2 separate regions of the Urocitellus parryii genome follow, and region 2 is linked to region 1. The links are chromatin contacts, called in public Hi-C maps. All regions are on one chromosome and are shown on one strand. The core of a region is the stretch at or near the end of the contact, and the rest is flanking DNA. Distances in the headings are between cores, read along the strand shown. Region 1 holds the start of Synm (synemin). Region 2 holds the start of Lysmd4 (LysM domain containing 4).

The links. Hi-C and Micro-C count contacts between places; a contact is called where the count stands out from the background.
Region 2: a Hi-C map of muscle shows a contact between it and region 1, with 7 times the contacts expected there. The contact joins the promoter of Lysmd4 here to the promoter of Synm in region 1. A contact is called at or near these places in 2 of 2 Hi-C or Micro-C datasets (liver and muscle).

The regions. Positions count from the first base shown.
Region 1 is chr6:145,581,046-145,586,227 of mUroPar1.hap1, reverse strand. It overlaps Synm (synemin), which reads right to left and starts at 1,981. Exons shown (of 5, transcript XM_026394725.2): 1 at 1,086-1,981. The coding sequence starts at 1,895.
Region 2 is chr6:146,157,665-146,162,846 of mUroPar1.hap1, reverse strand. Lysmd4 (LysM domain containing 4) reads left to right here and starts at 2,881. Exons shown (of 2, transcript XM_026394721.2): 1 at 2,881-4,432. The coding sequence starts at 4,067.

The sequences.
Region 1 (5,182 bases), core at 732-3,231:
GTAGGGCCAGAGCCAAACACTAAGACTGGACTGGGTGTACAGACAATAAATCAACCACAGATGACCCTGCTGGGTTCAGAGGGTGAGGGCGTTGCTTCTCTGAAATAGTAACTGTTTATAGAAGTCTGCACTTGTAATAACATCCACCACAGGGACCTGCTTTCCCACAACTTTTATACTACCCAGAGATCTGACATCAGCTCATACTGTGAGCAAAATGACTCTGGACCTTTCCTGCAAAATAGTTGCTGCTCCTCTCAAGAACAAATAAGGCAGCCACAACTATCTGAGAAATCATTCTGACAAAATAAAAACCGTTTTGGAAACCAACTTAAGATTGGGAGGCCTCCACGTAAGGACTTGCTATTGCCTTGAAACTTCCCAACACACTGACATATCCAAGTAGGAATGTGCTGTCAATTCTGGAAATCAAGAGAAATTTCTTGGTTGACTTTTGGGTCTAAGTTTACTAGGTATACAGAGCACAGGCGACTGGGAAAACCTAAAGCCAAGAAGGTCGTTTGTTGGGATGTGCCTAGTCATGTCAAAATTTAAAGTTGTGCCCCATGGTGAATGCCTGTGATTCCCTACTACTTGGGAGGCTGAGGCAAGATTGCAAGTTCATGGTCAGTCCCGAGGAATTTAGCAAGACCCTGACTCGAAATTAAAAAATAGGGCTGGGGTTGTAGCTCAGAGGTAGAGCGCTTGACTACCATGTGCCAGACCTTCAGTTCAATCCCCACTACCTCAAAAAACAAAACAACAACAATCCTTGTTAGGTTGCCAATCTAACAAGATGATGGGGACTGAGCTAGCCATGGGACCTGTTACCCAAAGCTAGACCACTGAAGAGTTGAAAGACCAATGGACCACACTCTTCTTCCAAGGCTGGCAAGCTGCTGGACCCTGAAGGCTCCTGCCGCAAAGTGTTGGGTACCCTTTGAGCCGGCCCTATCCTCTCTTGATGCCGCGCTCCGACCCTGAGTGAACTGGCTGTGGTTCCTGGAACCCCGCTTTCCCACCCACACCGTAAGCTTGGTGACCAGCTGGGGCCACAGGAAGAGGGGGGCATTCCGGGCACGGACCTGACGCTCCTCCACTTGCAGCCCGTACTCCTCGCGCATCCGTAGCAGCTCATCCTCCAGCCGCGCGCGCAATTGCTCTAGCTCGAGCGCCTCGTGCTTCAGCGCCTCTGCTTCCTTGGCGCAGAGTTGCGCCTCCTTTTCGGCTTCGCGCCGGCTCTCTTGGCCGCGCTGCAGCGCTTCTTCCAGCTCGCGCACCTCGTCCTCGTACAGCTGCACTGTCTCCCGCCACGACTCTGCCACCAGCAGCGCGTAGCTGTCGTGCACCTCCCGCAGACGCGGCGGGGGCGCGGCGGGGCCGGCAGCGCGGGCTCGGTAGTGCATGGTCAGGCTGGAAGCGCGAGAGCGAAGCTCCCGCACGTCGCGCTCGTGGGCCGCGTCGAGGCCGCGGCGCTCAGCCTGAAGTCGGCCCAACAGAGCTTCGAGGGCGGCTCGCGCGCCAAGCGCCTCCTGCAGCTCGCGCTGCTGAGCGCCCAGCTCGGCGTCCAGGCGGCCGCGGGCGGCGTTCGCTTCGGTGGCCAACAGCTGCAGCTCCCGCAACTCGCGACGCAGAGCGTCGCGCTCACCCTCTGCCAGTGCCGTGGCCCAGCTGAGCTCGTCCAACTGCTGCCGCAAGCTGCGCGCCTCCTCGGCGAAGCGGGCCTGCCCCTCGGCCCACAGGTCCTCCTGTCCGCGCCGGTGGCGCAGTTCCTCCTCCAGGAGCAGGTTTTCGCGCTCCAACTCCCGCACTCGACAGACGTATTCGTAGAGCCGGGCGTTGAGCTCCTGCAGCTCAGCCTTCTCGGACCCCGTCTGCAGCCGCCAGGACAGCATCTTGCTGGGTGTGCGGGGCTCTCCCGGCTATCCAATTCCGTCCTGCCCTGATCTTGTCCCCTCCGCCGCGCCGCTCCGGCCCAGCCGCCGCTTCGGAGGCCCGCAGACTGGGGCGGGAGCTGGCGAACCGCTGCACTTGGCGGACCCGGAGGGTAGCCGTGGGCGCGGGCCACGGCCCTAGCCAATCAGAGCGAGGACAGGCGCGGCCACTGCGGCCGGACAGCGCCGCCTGCTGGGCTGACCGTAGCGCCAAGAGACTGCCCAGCCCAGGACCCTGGTCATTTTTTGCTGCCGTCGGATTACAGCTGGCGGTGGCTCACTGGCAGAGCAGGGTCGGAGAAGGGACGCGGAAGAGGTCTCCTTACTGCTGCCCCTCACGGGTATTTACGGAATCCCAAAGTCCTGGCACTCATGGATGAAAAACAAGACGCCACCGAGGCAGACTGAGCATTTGTGAAATTCGTTATTTATAGAAGACTTTTCATCCGAGGCTCTGAAGATCAGGAGGTTTTTTTAAATTTTTATTTTTTCAATTTTGAAGATGGGAATGTGGCTCAGTAGTAAAACTCTTGCCTAGCTTGGGCAAGGTCCTGGGTTCCATTCCCAACACAGGAAGGAAAGAAAGGAAGAATATATATATGGGGAGGGGGAATATTGTATATATTTATTTACACAGGCATGTGTGCATTATACTCTTTTTTAACTTACAACATAAATATATCTCCATTTGCCAATATTTTGATGTACAAGTAAGACTTCTTTCTTTCAATACTGGAGTCTGTTTTCCTTCCCTTCTTATACTACCTACCCTCGTGGGACATAACACTTAACATCATCAGTTTCATTCCGTTGGAGTAAAACTTAAAGAGATCTTGAAGTGTTCTGATTGAATGACTTTCTAAACATCTCACGTCTCCCAAAACTTTTACAATAGACCAACACACACCTAACGTGACAGCAGGTTTTGCTTTTTTTTTTCTTTTTGTCTTCAACAATGTGCCCTTAAGAAAGCTCTCAATTTAATTGCCATAGAAACCACAGCTATTTTTTGCATATTTGCATTTCATTACCTTTCATGACAGTTATTTAAGTAATGAATGAAAAGAACCAATATAAGTGTCAATAGGAGCATATAGCAAACACAAGGGTCCTTGGTCAGGATGGGGACAAGACCTGGACAGTCACCCACTGGTCACCGGGCTCCACCTGGCAGGTCAGTGCATTTTACAGAGGGTGTGGAAAGGTGAGTTGGTTAGCAAGTTGTCCAAAGAAGGTCTCTTGAAAAGGCTCCAGGGCTCTTCTTGTGACAGGCTTGAGTTTCTGACCACAAATGGGGCAGAAAGTGAGTCTTTGTTTATCTGGAGACCTCATTTCAGAGATCCCATTGTGCCAGTGGTAGAATTTTTTATCTTTCAGGTAAGAATTTCCTCTCCCTTTCTGCTAAGAATAAGTACTAATGCAAAGAGCAGGGGCCTCTGGACCCCCATCATTGTCCACCCTTCTCCCACTCCCTCAGATGCCCATCGACAAGAAAAGCAATGACATCACAGTGGCATCATCACTGAAGACCTGCAGGGGACCCCACCAGTCCAAGCATCTCTCCTGAGCCACAGTGGGACATTGAGGCACTGTGGGGTCATTTATGGAGTTGCCTGGATTCAGCTGCAGCCATTCATTCTCAACCTTTTGATTCCCCATGCCACTAGGGGTTCTACTGTCCCTGTCTCCTGACTGGGCTACGGACAGCTCTATAGGGTAGGAGTACCTTGTTAGGCACCAGAGAGTCTCCCAGCAGGATACTTTGCTCTGACTCTTAGGATTTTTTTTTTGGTCCCTTGCCCTTGAGGGCCTTGCATTTTAAAACTCAAAACTTTCCACTCATTTCTGCTCTAAATCCTGTCTCCAAGGAAATGGTTGCTACAGGGTACAACAGCTCATCAAGGAAAAGAATTATAGGACACCAGGAAATAACAGGAGAAAAAAAAAGTGCATTGGTTAATCTTTCAAAATGCTATCCTGATGTATCATACTTAATCCTCACAAAAATGAGGCTCAGAGAAATTGAGTAACTTGCCTAAGGACACACAGTGCCTAAATTTGGGAATAGAAGTTATTAGAGGATGTGACCATAGAAGCATACTTGAACAGTGAAGTCTAACCAGAAAAATAAAGGCACACTCAAAGTGAAGGGAATGACTGATGAGATGAAATGAGAGGGCTATTTACAAAGGGTTGGGTGGATGGAGGGGTACCAGGGACCAGCAAGAGTGGGAAGCCAGAAGAACATAGCACCCTAGGGTTTTGGTGAGCTTACAGGAGCCTGAATCTCTAGAAAAGGGGTCCTGGAAGAGGAAGAGCTGCAGAGTGCATCCTGAGAAGGGATAGGAGAAAGAAAACAAGGCAACTCTTTTCTTTTCCTGCCAGCCCCTCCCACCATGGAAGTTGCTGGAACCTGATTGGAATGTGCTGGAGGCAGTCCCCACTAACTTGTGAGTGCCAGCTGTTATATTTTCAGGAATGTGATGAACCAGTTATTAAACACTGCACTATTAAAAACTGAATGATAAGGGCTGGGGTTGTGGCTCAGTGGTGTAGAGAGTTCGCCTGGCACATGTGAGGCACTGGATTTGATCCTCCACACCACAAAAAATTAAATAGATAGATAGATAGATAGATAGATAGATAAAGTAAATGCATTGTGTCCATCTACAACTAAAATTTTTTAAATTTAAATTTAAATGATAAACTCATACATTTAGTTATACAAGAAGAAGGAAATAAATATTCAAAAGTTATCACTTTTAACTGCATCTGTTCTTAAGAGTTCTGTATGGTCATTTTAAATGTATAGGGCAAATGCTATTTAATGTGTGCTACCAACTCCATGATACTACATTGGTGGCTTGAATACTTACACTGTAGAAATCAGCAAATGATTTGTTATTGTTATTTTAGCTTCATTTATTGTTTTGTGGATTGTCTAGCTTTAAGAAAGTGGTGAAGAATATATTAATAATGCAGATTAAACTTACTAGTGTGTTATGTCTATAGCTGTTGCATTGTGAATAGCATGAAATTTGAGATACTTTTTCGGTGTTTCAAGCCTATTATCTACACCAGCAAACAGTTCTTTCATGATGAGGAATGAGTGAAGTTTCTTAGTTATTTCACCTTTCATGATAAGGTAAGCAAAAATATTAATCCACATTTGTATTATGCTGCTACATTCATTCATCACTTGTAACCATTGAATGACTAAACACCAGAATTCTGCAAAAAGTAGTGAA
Region 2 (5,182 bases), core at 1,632-4,131, 580 kb before region 1:
CTTCTGACCAGCTCTTGACCCCAGTGCCCACATTTACATGGGATTGACTTGTAGATGAAGCCTCCTAAATAGGATGGCCACCATGACAGTTCCAGAGAGAGCCAGTGAATGCAAAGGGTCAGTGTATGAAGGTGGTCTGGTATGTCAAAAACTCCACTGCCCAACATGAAGGAGGAGTTGAACACCTGATTGGCAAAGAGTACAGAAGGTGGTTCCCAGTTCTCCTGGTAAACATCAAACAGTAATAAATCTGGAGACAGCATTGTCTCCTTTGTCATTCTCTGCTGAAGATGGCTCACTCTTTCTCTTGAGGGTGCTCTGCTTAAGCCTCGCTTTGCTTTTACTCTACTTTCACTTATAACAAGTTCTCTTGCATGGCTTTTTGTGCCTGACTTTAAATTTTCTTTCATTGGAACACAAGAACTGAGGTTTAGAGTTTCAGCTCCCTGCTTTCCAGTGACAACAGGTGGTCATTTTTTGTTCCTAGGATCAATTACTGGTTTGTGTCTTATGGTTGTAATAGGCAGATAATGGTTGTTCAGTTGCACAAATAAGTAGAGTTCATTTTACTTCAGTAGTTATACTCAAAGTTGAGTAACTAACTCAAAGTTGAGTAACTAATGGCAAACTTCTGCTTTGTAAAATGGAGTAATTCCGGGTTGGGCACAATCTAAAAACTACTCATCTATTAATCATAGAGTACCCCAGAGCAGGGCACACTCTGCTGTCTACACAGAGAATGGAAAGAAAAGGGTGAGGGGGATATTTGGGGCTGAGGTTTTATTCAGAAGAACAAGTAGAGGTGTTAAAATGCATCTATAAGACCTGTATGTGTCGTACTGCAGACACTAAGGGATGGGATGGTGGGTGTGACTTGGGAAACCAATAAAGGAAACTGAGCTCCCTACCCACGTGGAGAAGAGAGAACAGCCTCAGACTCTGAGCAGGACCCGTTGGGGAAGTCAACCTTGAATAGTCCAGGAAGATTCCCCCAAGGGAGCACAGGATGTGGGGTAGGGCTCTGGGTTTCCAATGTGGACTCTCCTGTGGGTCTGGAGGGCCATGACCCTAGCTAACTTCTGCCTTTGACAGCTTGCCTATTCAATAGGCTTCTGTTTTCTGGTACCTCCCCACAGTTGGGTCCTGGGAATAATTGAGTCTTCCATAAATAAGGCTGCAGATAAATGGGATAACTCACCTGACAAATCCTTCCCTAGATCACAGCAGATAGTTTGGTAAGTGTTTGGGAGGATCTGAGTAGAGACATCTGCTTGTGGAGGTTTAGTCCCAACTTTCTTAGGTCACAGTAGTGGGGCTATCCTTGTGAATGAGACCCCAACACACTTCAGTGGACAAGTCATTTGGCTTGCATACTTCATCCAGACCTGAGGAACTATGTCTCAAGTCAGCCCAGTCAATGGCCTGGGGAGAAAATGAGAGTGTTTCTGAGTAACATGTTGACCAAGTTAGTAGGGTTCTTGCATTGGGCTGGGGCAGTAGGCAAAACGAAAGGAGCCCTTCTCAGATAATTTTATAAGTCCATGAGGAAAAGGGTCACTGGTGTCTGGGCTTGTATCCTGTCTCTTGTACTCCATTAGTTATGGCACCTTGGGTGAGTAACTTACTTAATCTCTGTGCCAAAGTATGTAACTTAGGAATTTTTCAGCAGCTGCTAACAAAGCCCTTAACAATAGTTTAAACATGGAAAGCATTTATCTCTTACACACCTTCCATATTCTTGCTCTGCTACCCTTAGCACATGGATTCCATCTTCAGTATAATCTCATATTCCATTAGGGCTGCAGGTGGCCTAGCCATCATATCTTCATTCTGGACAAAAGGGAAGGTTAAAAAGGAACACACATTTTAAAGAACTTTTCCAGATGTCCCCATTTCAAGAGTTTTTTTTTTTTTTTTTTTTTTCTTCAGAAATCCCATTCAACATTCTCTTTCCCATCTCATTGTCTGGAAGAAGACCTGTGCTCCTGGAAAACAGGGAAGGTTAAGAATTTCCCCCATTCTTAGTGTGCTAGAAACAAGCCCACTGCAAAGAAAGCCCCTTCTCAATACGATTTGGACAAGAGTCACAATGAATCCCCACTTTTTTTTTTTTAACCTAAAACCAGAAAGAGCCCTTCAAATTCCTTTTCATTTTTCTAGTCTTTGGTCATGTTTGTTGCATGTATTTCTCCCTGTTTTCGCTTTTTATTTTGGTTTCCTTTTTTGAGTAGACGTTTCCAACATTTGGGGCTTAGCATGTGAGAGTTTTTTCATCACTTTTAAGCTTAAGTCCTCCACCAGGAACACCTGATAATAATGGTGACGATGATGATTATTTTGGTCTGTGTTGTTACAATCAATGTTTCACACTCATGGACTTTTCTTTTTTATTCTCAGGAACGAGGCGGGGCAAAACCCTCCTTTGCCCCGGCATTAAAAGCTCAAGATTGCAGATAAGGCAGCGGAAGAAAGACCCCTTGCCCGTGTCTTTTCCTCGAGAGGTCTCCAGAGGTGATATCCACGCAGGCGGGTCAAAGCCCCTTCCTACCAGTGAGATAGCTGAGGCTCAGCAGAGGGCTGTCACCATTGCGAAGGAAGAATTAAAAGTGTTTTACAATCTTTGGGCGCAACTGAGTCGGGCGGGCGGGGGGGACTGAAGCTGGAGTCCCGCCCCCGGCCCAGGGACCCGCCCCTAAGCCCGCCCCCAGACCAGGTCTCCTGAGGACTTCTCTACTCCGCTGGGCTCCTGCCAGTGCCCGCCCACCACTGGTTTCATTGGTTCTTCCTCCGGCCCCGCCCCCGGAAGACTCAATTCTAGCAGCCAATCGACGGGCGCGGCGGCCGCGGAGGGTCGCGGCGGGGTTGGGAGCCGAGGTACGGGTTCCTGGAGGAGGGGGCCGCGGTCTTGAATGCAGTCCTCGGGAGCTTGTAGCGGCGCGGTGGTCTGGCCTAACTTGTCGGCTCCGGCGCGGGCAGCCACTCCATGGCTTCCTGGGGGGAAGCTCCGGCAGGTGGAGGGGCGGTGACTGTAGAGAGCTGGTCCCAGATTGCGGGAGTGAGAGGTCAGAGGTTGCAGGTTGTGCTTTTGTAGAATGTTGGGGTCCTGCCCTTATAAGCCAGGGTCAGGGCACTCCCTTTTTTTGTGTGGCTGGTGTTTTGTTTTGGTCCCCTCCTTTCTCAGAAGGGGCTATAAGGGAAACTGGGCTCTGAGAGCCGTGGGAGCCCTCTTGTAGCTCCTGTGCTTGGACGAGAAGGCCCGGACCTCTAGCAGCCTCCCTTCAACTCCCATGGCCGTGGCATCAAGGAGTTGGGGCGGTGCCTACCGGAGGGCCTTGACCCGGTGGGGGTAACGCTGGGCCCCAGGCAGTCCGTGAATGGGCCACATCCGTATGACTTCTTAGGGCTTCATGCCAGCCTCTGTGCAGACCGTCATTCTCCGAGTTTGATTTGTAATTTCTGGAATTTCATTAGAACGATTTGAAAGAAGGAAAAGGGGGTATTATGGCTTTGGTACTTGGCTCAAGGTGGAAATACAAGCATACCAGGGGAGGTAATGAATACAAAGTGACCTGTGGAAATGGGAGGAATCTGTCAGTTTGACAGGCTTTTCCCGTAACTTAGTCACATACGAGATAAGTTAACCAAATATCAAATTAAGAGCACTTTAGTTGTATTGATTATAGTAAAGATGCCTTGGAATGTGTAAAGTATTGAGTAAAAATTCTTTGTACCAAGGTTCCGAATTTAAGATTCTTAGTACAAGGAAACAGAACAATCTTACCTGTCATTGCAAGGATCCCAATCACTTTACCACTGTGAGACCAAAAATTGATGTTGTGTATAGATGTGGGATTTTTGGGGGGCGAGGGAGGATATAGTTATCAGTAAGGAATAAGGCAGAAGTGTGGGGAATCTCTTGTTTTCTGCACGAAAAGTATGAAATTAGGGGAAAAAATGTTTTTATTCTGCCCGTGTCCTTCCATCTCAGCCAGCATAAGGACATTCTTGTTTTGGACTGATGGTATTTGTTCAGTATTTGCAATAATCAGGGAAAGGGATCATTGCTATGAGACACTTCTCTTTAATGAAACCAAGGAAGAATGAATATACCTTATTTGGGATTAACCCTGGGATTTGGTTTTCAGTTAAGATGAGGCAAAAGGGAATGTTAACCAAGACCTTACAAGGCCCAGCTGTTGTGTGTACAACTCCAAGCAGCCACATTTATGTGTTCAAGAATGGCAGTGGGGATTCTGGGGACTCCTCTGAGGAAGAGTCTCAACATGTTGTTCTACGGCCACGGGGCAAGGAACGCCAGAAGAACAGTGTTCACCACCCTCACAAGCCTGGAGCAGGTGACGTGGTGCTGCTCCAACGGGAGCTGGCCCAGGAGGACAACCTCAACAAGCTGGCTCTTCAGTATGGCTGCAAAGTAAGATACCCTCCAAATACTTTGTCCCCTTGTATTTAGAGGAACATAGAGTAACTTATTTGTTACCCTTGCTGACCCCTAATAAGTGGCCAGAGGCTTATTGTAGCAGCCAAGGACTCCCATTTTAGCCAGATTTGGAAGGTTGGTAGAAGTATCTTTAGTTCTGCACCCTGGGCTCAGAAATGAGGTTAGTTAGGAACCTCAGGCCATAGTGCATTTGCCTCTCAGAGTAGTTTGACTCTGCCCTATCTCTTCCCATTAAAATTCTGAGACTTTACTTTTTCTTTTGAGCATATCTTATTTAAGACCTAAGGGGGCTGGAGACGCCAGGCAGAAGTTATCTAAGATTTCTTTAGCATGCTTGCTTTTATTGCTACTTTGATTTTTTTTCTTGACAGTAATTTATTTGACTAGTAAAGTTTTCCCTTCTCTATTTTAGAACTGCATGGTTTAGCCTCTATGCTTTGTATTCTGTATAACCTTGTTTTTCTCTTTAATTATGTTTTTAGCATTCAGAATGATTAACAATGGCAAAGTAAGTAGGAAAAGTATTTATAGAATCATGACATTTTCTCTTAGATTGAAACTGTTCATTTCATTTTGCTACCACTGTACTACAGATTTCTGTGACCTTCTCTAAGGCTATATAAGCTATTTAGTAAAAAACAAAAAAAAAATTCCCTCTTAAAATATCTGTCATTTATCTAACATGATTCACATGATTAAAAAGATTGTGTGTGGTGTTTGGAT